Linked DNA regions of Mus musculus: region 1 is linked to region 2. Evidence: chromatin contacts called from public promoter capture Hi-C data. All regions are on one chromosome and are shown on one strand. Each heading gives the region's core, a stretch centred on a gene start, on an enhancer-like site or on the middle of the called end of the contact. The rest is flanking DNA. Distances are from core to core; before and after follow the strand shown.

Region 1 (5,433 bases), core at 1,212-3,711, 2.0 Mb after region 2:
TAAAGATAAAAATTTTTAAACTGGGGCTGGAGAGATGGCTCAGCAGTTAAGAGCACTGACTGCTCTTCCAGGGGTCCTGAGTTCAATTCCCAGCAACCACATGGTGGCTCACAACCATCCGTAATGGGATCCGATGCACTCTTCTGGTGTGTGTCTGAAGACAGCTAGAGTGTACTCATATAAATAAAAATAAATAACTCTTTTTTAAAAATTTAACTTACCAACAGTAATTCTAAATTAAGCCCAATGTGGCAACACACACCCAGCACTAAGGAAAAGAGGTATGCACTAAGGTATCTCTGAGTTAAGGCCAGCCTGGTCCACACAAACTAAAGCTACACAGTCAAAGTCTATCTCAGAGATAGTAATGATGATGATAATAAATCAGAACAAAGATTAAATATACACATATGCCCATGCAACACACACACAAACACAAACTAATCAGGACTGGAGAGATGGCCTGGCACAGGCTGCACATCCTAAGGACCCAAGTTTGATTCCCAGCAGGCACACAGGTCAGGTGGGGCACAACCTGTAATTCCATTACCAGAAGATCCAAGCCCCTCTTCTGCCTGTTTCAGGAACAGCACAGACAAGAGGACACAGGAAGATCTTTTAAGCCGGGCGTGGCAGCGCACGCCTTTGATCCCAGCACTCGGGAGGCAGAGGCAGGCGGATTTCTGAGTTCCAGGCCAGCCTGGTCTACAGAGTGAGTTCCAGGACAGCCAGGGCTATACAGAGAAACCCTCTCGAAAAACCAAAAAAAAACAAAAAACAAAAAAAACAAAGATTTAGCTTTTAAAAGATAAATCAAAAAAAAACAAAAAACAAAAACAAAAATAATTAAACATTACCTTTGCCTAAAAATGGATATCTGTATTCTTGAGAAACATCTTCAGTATATCTTATATCCAAATACTACAAGTACTATTCTGCCTTCTAGCTTGGTGCTGAATGTAAATACATTTCATAATATCACAAAATCTAAAGACTTGTTTAATTACCAAATAACTGTTGCACACTGCTTTGGAACCTCCATCCATATTACTACAACCAAATTCCTTTGAGAATTCTCTTTTGGCTTTAAGAAGTGTAATCAAGGCAAAAAAAAATGCCCTCCTGCCCTATAGCTATTACACATGTCCACAAAATAAATTAAAATGTTTATGCTAGACACCATCAGAACACCCAAAGAAGAAGAAAAAAGTCTGCAATCCTACCACCAGCAGGAAAAAAAAATTCTAATTCTACCAAAATTTTCCTCTGTGTGGAACAAAGATGTGGGGAAAGCTATCAAGCCATGTAGGTAATGATGTAAAGAAAGCTATCAAGCTCATATAATGAAGTCATTCTGCCCTTAACCAAAGAACAAAATTCTGAAATAATGTGGAAATGGAAGAGAAAAATCTCAGTCCACGAGAGGTTAAAATATATGGTTGCCAACTGCTCTTCCTTGCTTCCTTCTATACAACAAGCATATCTTAAAGGCATTATCGCATGTAACAGAGCTCCTGTAACGTGTGGAGAAGAGGTGTGCCAACTACAACCTTGGCACCAGAAGCCAGATTACCGGTCTTTGCTATGTACGCAAAAAAAAAAAAAAAAAAAAAAAAAAAAAATCACTCTGCTGTAAGATTCTCACGTTGACCACGCAATAAGAGAATTAAGGGGAAAAGAGCAAATGCTATGGGCCTCGAAATAATTTTGCTGAATCACAAATATTCCCAAATGTAAAGCTGCAGGAGTCGCTGAGCCTGTGCACTGGCGGCCATACCTCAGCATGAATCTCCTCTCGGAGAATTGATGTTGAAGTCCCTTCACTTTTTCCTTAAAGGTGAAGGAACGATCGGAATGCTTAAAGCTTTCCAAAGCACAGCTTCCACGGCAAGGTCGCGTGTGCAGCTAACTCCACACACCGGTCTTGGGAAGGGGAACACGTTTCCCTCGTGCTGTGCAGCCCAAAGCCTCCAAGGACAAATACAGCCCCCTGGCCGGCGACAGGGGACACAATAGGTACCCTCGCCTTTGCTCAGCCTGTCACTCAGACCCTGCCACGCCGCACCGTGGACCCAGCACCCAGAGGCTTCCCACAGCCCGGGAGCCCGTGCTCGCCCGGGCTACACCAGAGCCGCGAGGGCCCACGGCCACGCCGCACAGCTCCGCGGGACCCCGCGTTCCGCCCTCGGCGCGGGGTCTCTCGCTGCCCAGCCCACTCCTCCCTTCCTTCCTTCCATCCGCGCGGCTCGCGGCCGGGCCTCACCGCGTGCTTCGGTCCGGAACCGCCCGGCCCGCCCCTTTCCACTTGTCCACACGAAGCGGCGTTGGTTGCTTCCTCGTCCCCCACGCTCCTAGTCCACACGCTGCCGCCTACTGATGCCGAAAACGGCTTCTAGGAACGCGCCATGTTCCGCGTCGCCACTCCAAACGACGAGGGCGCGCTAAAATTACGTCACAGGTTCCCAGAGCGCCGAGAGGCCGAGGAGGGAGGCCATAGGACGGCGGAGGGAAGGGGAGGGAGGAACTCGAGTTCGAACCCGAAGGCGCGCGGCAGCCAATAGGGTTGTGTGCGCTTGCGTGGTACCCGGAGCAAGGCGCCGGCTTAGGGGCCCCTGTAACTATGGAAACCGTAGGTCCGGAGAAAATCGATAGTCTCCTGCGCTGATCGAAGCCTAAGTCAAAACCATTCATTGCATCTTCACTATTCTGTCAGCTACTTGGTTTAGGAGTCTGTCACGGCAGAAGAGGGTCATCAAAAGAATCCCATTGATGAACTCTGCCACCATAGGTATTTGGATGAGCATTGTTGGTTTTGGTTTTTTTTTTTTTTTTTGGGGGGTGGGGGTTAGAGTTCTGCTGGTTTTTGTTTTGTTTTTTGTTCTTGTTTTTTCGAGACAGGGTTTCTCTGTATAGCCCTGGCTGTCCTGGAACTCACTTTGTAGCCCAGGCTGACCTCGAACTCAGAAATCCGCCTGCCTCTGCCTCCCGAGTGCTGGGATTAAAGGTGTGTGCCACCACGCCCCGCTAGAGTTCTGCTGTTTAATCAGGGTCTCAGGACCCCAGGCTGGCATCGCTGAGGATGACCTTCAAATTCCGACGCCGCCACTTCTCAAGTGTTAGGGTTACATGCATATAGTCTCTGTTGGGAAGGTTTAGGAGTGCCCAGTCATTGAGTTAACCAAAGGCATTTCAAAAATAAGCTAATGTGTGTGTGGCTTTCATTCCAGAATCCAAAGAGTTCCTGGAGAGTGGGTGGAAGTGCGTGATCCTCTGGGAGCACAAAGTGGTGTAGCACAAACTCACAGCTACATGGTTGGTCTAAAATGTATCCACATTCCCGTTGATGCTAATGTTGCCAACCACCCAGAGGATGTGTCCAATGGTAGAGAGACAAGCGATAGTTAGTGTGGGAAGAAAGAATTAAGTAGTTATTAAAAAGAGAAATTTTGAAAAATAGAACTCTTTTATTGGAGTCATAGGTCTTTTGTAAATCTTAGGAAATGTTTAATTTTAAAAAATGAGCATACGCAGGCCGGGCATGGTGGCACATGCCTTTAATCCCAGCACTTGGGAGGCAGAGGCAGGCGAATTTCTGAGTTCAAGGCCAGCCTGGTCTATAGAGTGAGTTCCAGGACAGCCAGGACTACACAGAGAAACCCTGCCTCAAAAAAAAAAAAAAAAAAAAAAAAAAAACACACAACAACAACAACAAAAGCATACACAAAGTGTGTCTAGAATACTAGGACCCCAAATTAGGATGTATTCAGAAGTACTAATTTTGACTAGTATTGAATGGAAGATGCAGGTGCATATTGTTGACAAAACAAATATTTACAGCTAGATGAATAACCCTCAATCCACTGTACTTCATTACTATATTTTCATGCTCAATTTTGAGAGAATAGGGAAAATATTAGAATTAACTTATCATTGAGTGTCTTCAGGTTATATTTGAAATCTTTTTCTTTTTGGGGGTGGGGGAGGGTGGGTTGCTAAGAGTAGAACACATGGCCTTGAACATGCCAGGCAAGCACTGTAACCACTAAACTATTTCCGCAGTGTGTATTTGAAAACATAGTGCTTTTTGCATACAATTGAGAACTACAAAGAGAAAGCAGAAAATTGGTGATGAAATGCTAAATTAAAGAAACATTGAGAGCTGGGCGTGGTGGCGCACACCTTTAATCCCAGCACTCAGGAGGCAAAGGCAGGCGGATTTATGAGTTCAAGGCCAGCCTGGTCTACTGAGTGAGTTCCAGGACAGCCAGGGCTATTCAGAGAAATCCTGTCTCGGAAAAAAAGAAAGGAAGGAAGGAAGGAAGGAAGGAAGGAAGGAAGGAAGGAAAGAAACATTGAGGGGGCTGTAGCGATAGCTCAGAGATTAAGAGAGCATGGAGAGGTTCTGGGTTCAATTCCCAGCATCCATATGGTAGTTCACACCATCTATAACCCCAGTTCCAAGGGATCCAATGTAGCCTTCTGATCTGTGAGGGTACCAGCAAGCTCCTAGTGCACAGACATACATTCAAGGAAAACACTCACATACATAAAATAATTATTAAGTTGTTATTTAATTAAAGAAACATTGGCTTCCCTTACCCCCTCTCTCTGTCACACACACACACACACTTACTTTTTTTATAACATCAGTCAGATACAGTGGCCCATCTCTGTAATCTCAGAACTCAGGAGGCAAAGGCAAGAAGACTGTGAGCTTTAAGACAACCTGGCTTACATAATAAGGTCCAGGACAACTTTGTCTATACACTGAGATCTTTGTGTCTTGGAGGGAAAGAGCAGACACATTACTGCACATCTGTAATCCCAGAACATCTGTATTCCCAGCACACGGGTTTTGGACACTCAAGGATCAGGAGGTTAAGGACAGACTCAGCCACATAATAGTCTGGGGGCAGCCTGAGCTACGTGAGTCCTAGCTAAGAGAAACAAAAATAAAAATACATAAACTTTAAAACTCAGCTCAACAATCCCAGAACTCAGGAGGCTGAAGCAGGAGGACCACTACAAACTTGAGAATGGGTTTGGTGAATTCCAGGTCCCCCGGACTACAAAATGAAACCCCGTCCCAAAAAGTAAACAAACAAGCAAACTTTTTTTCTTTAAACTTATTTATTTTTAATTATATGAGTACACTGTCACTGTCTTCAGACACACACCAGAAAAGGGTGTCAGATCCCATTATAGGTGGTTGTGAGCCACCATGTGGTTGCTGGGAATTGAACTCAGGACCTTTGGAGAAGCAGTCCGTGCTCTTAACCACTGAGCAATCTAATCTCTCCAGCCCACAAGCTAACTTTAAAAAGAATAAGAATTTAAAAGATGTGTGTACATATGTGTGTGTTATGTATGTATGTATATGTATATATATATATATATATATATATATATATACACACACACACACACACACAC
Region 2 (5,289 bases), core at 896-3,395:
TCCCACTACCCATGGGTAACTGCTGTTCACATTGGAGTGTATGGCCTTCTAGCTCTTTGTGCATATATATATACATAGATATATTTATATGTGATTTTCTTTTTTTTTACAAATATTATATCATACTATACATACTGTTTAATAACATTTTTTCCATTTAATATATGTCATCAACATCATTGTTTATTCCCTGAAAAAATTATACAGATACTACATGCTCATTGTGAAAAAGTCAGAAATCACAGATATGCAAAAAGAAAATATGATTGCTCCAAATCTCACCTCCCAGAGAGAAATGCTGTTGCCCTGTAGGTGAACACCCATTCAGACCCTTCAATGCATACATGTGTAGGTATGTTGGTAAGAGGGTGGCTCTCGAGAAACTCTCTTATGACCTCCTCTTTTCTATTTAACAACATAAATCAAACATTTCAATAAATACACATGGTATGCATTCTCACTTGGTGCACAATATCCATTGAAAGGATATACCACATCTAGACATATAATGTAGGCATATTTACAAAATGTCCTTTCTTGCATGACTTTTAAAACAATGAATAAATGCATCTTAGCTCATGTTTTTGCTTAACATTAAATAATATAATTACATGTATTGTATGTGCATGTGTGTGCATGTGTGTGTGTGTGTGTGTATACAGACACATATGTCACAGAGTGCATGTGGAGATTAGAGGCCAACTCATAGGAAGAAACAGTTCCCTCCTACCATGTGAGTCCAGGGGGTTCTAACTTGCTTGGCAGTAAGGGTCTTCTCATGCTGAGCCATCTTGCTGGCCTATTGCTGAGCTTTTAGGAAGAGAATTTCTTTAATGTGAAGTTACTAGGTATGTATGAAAAACACATAGTGCCAAGATATTTCCCAGAAAGATCAGATCAATTTATACTCCTGTTGACTATAAGAGAATGTTTATATTTCAAACTTCCTCAAGGTTCCCAGAAGCTTATATATGCACATGTCTGTCTGAGTTGTTTGTATCTGAACTTTTGGCCACTAGTCTATTCAAATATGTTCAATGCTATCTGTGGATTACCTTAGTGTACAGTGCATTATTACCTTGAATCCTGATCTCAAACGGGAAAGTTTGATATTTTTCTCCCTCTGAATCACAAAATATTATTTATGGCATCCACTCATCATCTACTCATTCGATAACCGTGTTTTCAGTATTTGGTTTGTATATGGCACTATCTTAGGAGCCGAGAAAAAAATGTTAAGCAAAATGTATGTTTCCTTTTATACTTTCAATTTAGTGGGACAGACAGATGATCACACAAGCAGTAATGGGGAAAGCACAGGTCTTGTAAATCATAGAGACTTCCCAAAGTGCTGAGGTCCTTCACGTAGTAGAGGCCTAATCTCTTTCTTGCATGCATTGTAAATATTACTTTCTTTTCATTTGGTTTATTGTTTACTTTACTGTATAGGAGTTTTACATTCTTTTTAAAGACTGGTATCAGCCCATCCATCTTTTCTTTTTCACTCCTGCCTTTGGTTTTACGCTTAGGAAAGGCTTTGATTCCCCACAATAAGACACTATCTTCACCAATCGGGATGACAAGTATTCTTCATTTTTGTCATTCATTCTCATGTTTTAAAATTTAAATACTTATTTTATCTAGAATTTATTTTGATTAAACTATAGACCTAAGATTGCACCCAGGAGAGGTTAATTAGTTATCCCTACACAACTTACTTAATTATCCAGACTTTCGTCGGATTTGAAATGTAGTGTTCTCAGTTATCTTGTGTTATTGGATCTATCATGGGTGATGTAGCTGCTTGTGAGAATTTACTGTGAGACCGGCATAGTATGACTGCTTTTCTGTATTCTATCTATAGTTACGGGAAAGGTAAGCATTTTCTGTGGTTATATGATATTCTAGAACAAAAGGAAAACACAGATAATGCTTAGGCACGGATGTGTGGGGAAGGGGTTTAAGCTGCATGATAATTCTTTATTCTCACAACCCTGAGACTTTCACAGTCTGGAAGTCGTCATGGGCTCCTTGTTAATGGGCCCATTGGCAGATTTTCTGGAATAAATAAGATGCTTTGTGTATTTGCTTTGGTCTTTCTGAAGCTCAGTTTCCACTAGGTGGCAGCATTGCCTAAATCCGAGCATCCTAACGTTTCACAAGAGTAGGAAGGAACACAACCCGTTGGGCGGAGTTTGGGACTCCCCACCCCCACCCCCCGCCCCCAAAACCAATTAGGACCCTGCTGCTTCTCCAGCTTGCTTTGTACCCCTTTAATGAGTGGCACACCGGGCAGTTTGCAATGAGTCTGAGTCTAGACACCAAACATCAGTGGTCAGACTTTAAAGAGATACTTTGGCCTGAAGGTTACTTCATGTTGTCTTTCCCAAAAGAGTCTTTGAGCTCAGCCCCAACTGATTTAGAGCCGGGAAATGTGATTTTAAACAATACATTTGCTGTAAAGTTCAGGTGATGTTTGCTTTCTTTATACGTGGGGATGTTTTTCAGATTTCCCACAAAAAGATAAAAAAAAACCATATATTCATTATAATTTGCAGGAAAACCTAAAATAGAATATAAAAAGTATGGCGATAAAATGAGAGGCCTTTTTTCCTGTTTGTACACATGGGTTTGTGAGAGAATATTCAGCGTTTTCCTCAGACCCTTACAGATCAGCTGGATGCTTCTGTTGAGGGCAAAGACCATTTCCTGCAAGGAGCAGAGGGAGGGAGCAGAACTTTATCTGGTGGACCCACACCTAAGGAAGTCCTTTGGCAGGTTAGAGGAGAGAGGGGCATCCTAGAGGATGCACTTGGCATATCCTCCAGGGTCTTAACTCTTCTAAAACAAGTTAAATTAAAAGGGGAGGTGGTGAGTTGCCCAAGGCAACCATGAGCCCGCACAGGTACCAGAACCTTGATTGTTAATGCTGCTTTCGGACCTGCTACTGAAAGAACATCCATAGATCTTGGAGTATATCTATCTATGGGAACTATAAAATTGAGCAATGGCTGGAAACCAGGCACTGAATAAAACATAAGGTGGTCGACTTTATTACCTCAGATATGCAAAGTCTGGCTAGGTAATTAGACAAATTCCCATCTCCATGAATAGCTCTCACGGCCTTCTCAGACATGGAGGTGAGACCTGAATTTTTTTTTTTTTTTAACAGTCTTCAGTTGTACAAAGGACAATTGCACAGAAGGTGTTGTCGTCACGCTGAGACTAAGGAGAGAGCTGGGACAAATGAAAGAAGCAGGAGAGGTTTAGGTCAGAGGTTTAGGTCGGGCATCCACAAGAGCGTGCCCCGCACCCCAGGCTTGTCAGTTAGTCCATTTGCATGGATTGCTAGGAATGAGGCTGAAGCTAAGCGTTCAATCCAGTCAGAGTGTGGGAAACAACAGAGACAGGAGCCGAGATCATGCCAATTTAGAAATAATAGCTCATAAATGAGAAATGAGATAACCTTGGAACTTAACTAACTTGAAATGACCTGCAACCAGGAGAGAAGAGTAGGCTTTATTCAAGATGGCAGGATAGGAGAGTTGGGAATAGTTCCTTGTGAGGAGTCTTTAAATAATTCTTTCCATTGTTTCATGAACATTCCATTCAGAAAGTTATAATTGTCTCATATAACTTGTCAAAAGTCCTTCTCTCACTGAATCCAGTCTTACTAGTAACAGTACATTAGCTACCAGCTTAGTGCAGCATAGTAAGGGGTGGGGGTGGGGTACCAAGAATATGGTCGACAGCAACTAGTGGAATTGAAATGAAGACCAATCATAGACTTTGGAGATCTCTTCCATCCCAGAATTCTTTCACTTTTGATACATAAATATAGGAGAAAATTCCAAGAGCTGTTTCTTTGCAGATTTTAGGTTGAACTATGTGAAATTGCTGGTTTTAAAAATATAGATCAAAACAGTCAAATATCAGCCATTTCATAGAATTCAACCTAATACAACAATTGTCCATGCTCTCTCCATCTTCCATAAAGTGAAAGGCTTTAAAAGTATTTAGTTTTTAGGCCAGAATATTAATGTACAAATAAGTGCCTCCCCAAGGCTGGGATTAAAGCCACTTGCAGGCAGCTAGTCTGTCCCTCTTAAGATTGGACACCTGTGCCTCTGGTCTGACTCGGAGATCTGTCAGAACAGGGAACAAAAGTGCAAAGACTCCTGGGAAATTTCATTGGGGGTGGGGGGAAGGGTCAAAGGAAGGACAGGAGGAAATAAAACAGGATTTGTAGCATATTACAAGTTCGTGGGAAAAGAGCGCAGCAGAGCCATGAGCAGAACAACACAGCGTGTGGCTCCCTCTTTTCTAAAATACAGTATTGCTTAATGTGTCCCGTTCTCGAGAGTCCAAGCATAAGACAGGACACAGAATACACATTGGAAAAGTCATATCTGCATAGTCATCTAAAATGAGACAAGCTAAGCTTAACTAAAACATCTTTTTTCATTAATAATGTAAAATGTTAAATAGTTTTATGATCTGAGCTAATTCCAGCATGCCCTATAAGATTTAACACTATGCTGATGTGTGGACCCATGCTTCAGGTTTCAATTCAAACAAAATGTGATAATATTGAATTTTACATCTGAGGGTAATTGTTTATGCTACTACATCATTTCTTAACCGGATAACTTCATTTCCCAAGAAGCTTAAAAAGACACCATTGGATTAAAAGAAAGTTAGCTACCCATATGCATTGTTTGAAGATAGTAGGATTACTGTGTATTTACAAAATGTATTTTTCATATATGACTCTGTTGCATTATAAATTAAGATGTTCTGATGTTGATACTTAGCGATTCTGACAGAATGGAAGACTAAATGGAAATGAGTGCAGAGACAGCAACGCGTGAGGTGGCGTGTGTTTGGTTATAATATTTCTAATGATACTCATAGATTGGATTCTTGAACAGTTTTGCTGTTTTAAATAGATTTCTATATTTAGAGACATCTTTTATATCCGATAAATCGTTAACATGATATCAGCAAGAGTTACAGATATACTATTATATGTGAAATAATTTTCTGTATAATACATTTTTAAAAAACCTTTAAATAATTTAAAAATCAAATTTCTTGCATCTGTCACGGCATGGTTCAGAGCAGACATGCACAATGTCAACTTTTTAAAACTCCCTTTAAAAACAGGCTGCACCTCTTTGAATCTGTTCTTTCTTTCTTCCTTCCTTCCTTCCTTCCTTCCTTCCTTTCTTTCTTTCTTTCTTTCTTTCTTTCTTTCTTTCTTTCTTTCTTTCTTTCTTTCTTTCTTTC

Evidence for each region. Promoter capture Hi-C pulls out the DNA fragments that hold promoters and counts their contacts.
Region 1: a contact with region 2 is called in a promoter capture Hi-C map of pre-B cells. The contact joins the promoter of Ipo11 here to the enhancer-like site in region 2. A contact is called at or near these places in 12 of 39 promoter capture datasets (the 3T3-L1 cell line, 3T3-L1-derived adipocytes, the C10 cell line and 8 more) and 2 of 115 datasets of contacts at active chromatin or transcription factors (differentiating embryonic stem cells and embryonic forebrain).

The regions. Positions count from the first base shown.
Region 1 is chr13:106,934,497-106,939,929 of GRCm38.p6, forward strand. It overlaps Ipo11 (importin 11), which reads right to left and starts at 2,462. Exons shown (of 30, transcript NM_029665.4): 1 at 2,264-2,462.
Region 2 is chr13:104,946,011-104,951,299 of GRCm38.p6, forward strand. Rgs7bp (regulator of G-protein signalling 7 binding protein) reads right to left here. Exons shown (of 6, transcript NM_029879.2): 6 at 1,143-5,289. Among named protein-coding and RNA genes, the nearest start is that of Gm41048, 34 kb to the left of the region's middle. Within about 2 kb of position 2,146, at least 20 of the 459 cell types and tissues checked have an H3K27ac peak or open chromatin away from gene starts, as enhancers often do. A contact at or near this core is called in pre-B cells, where this site is marked.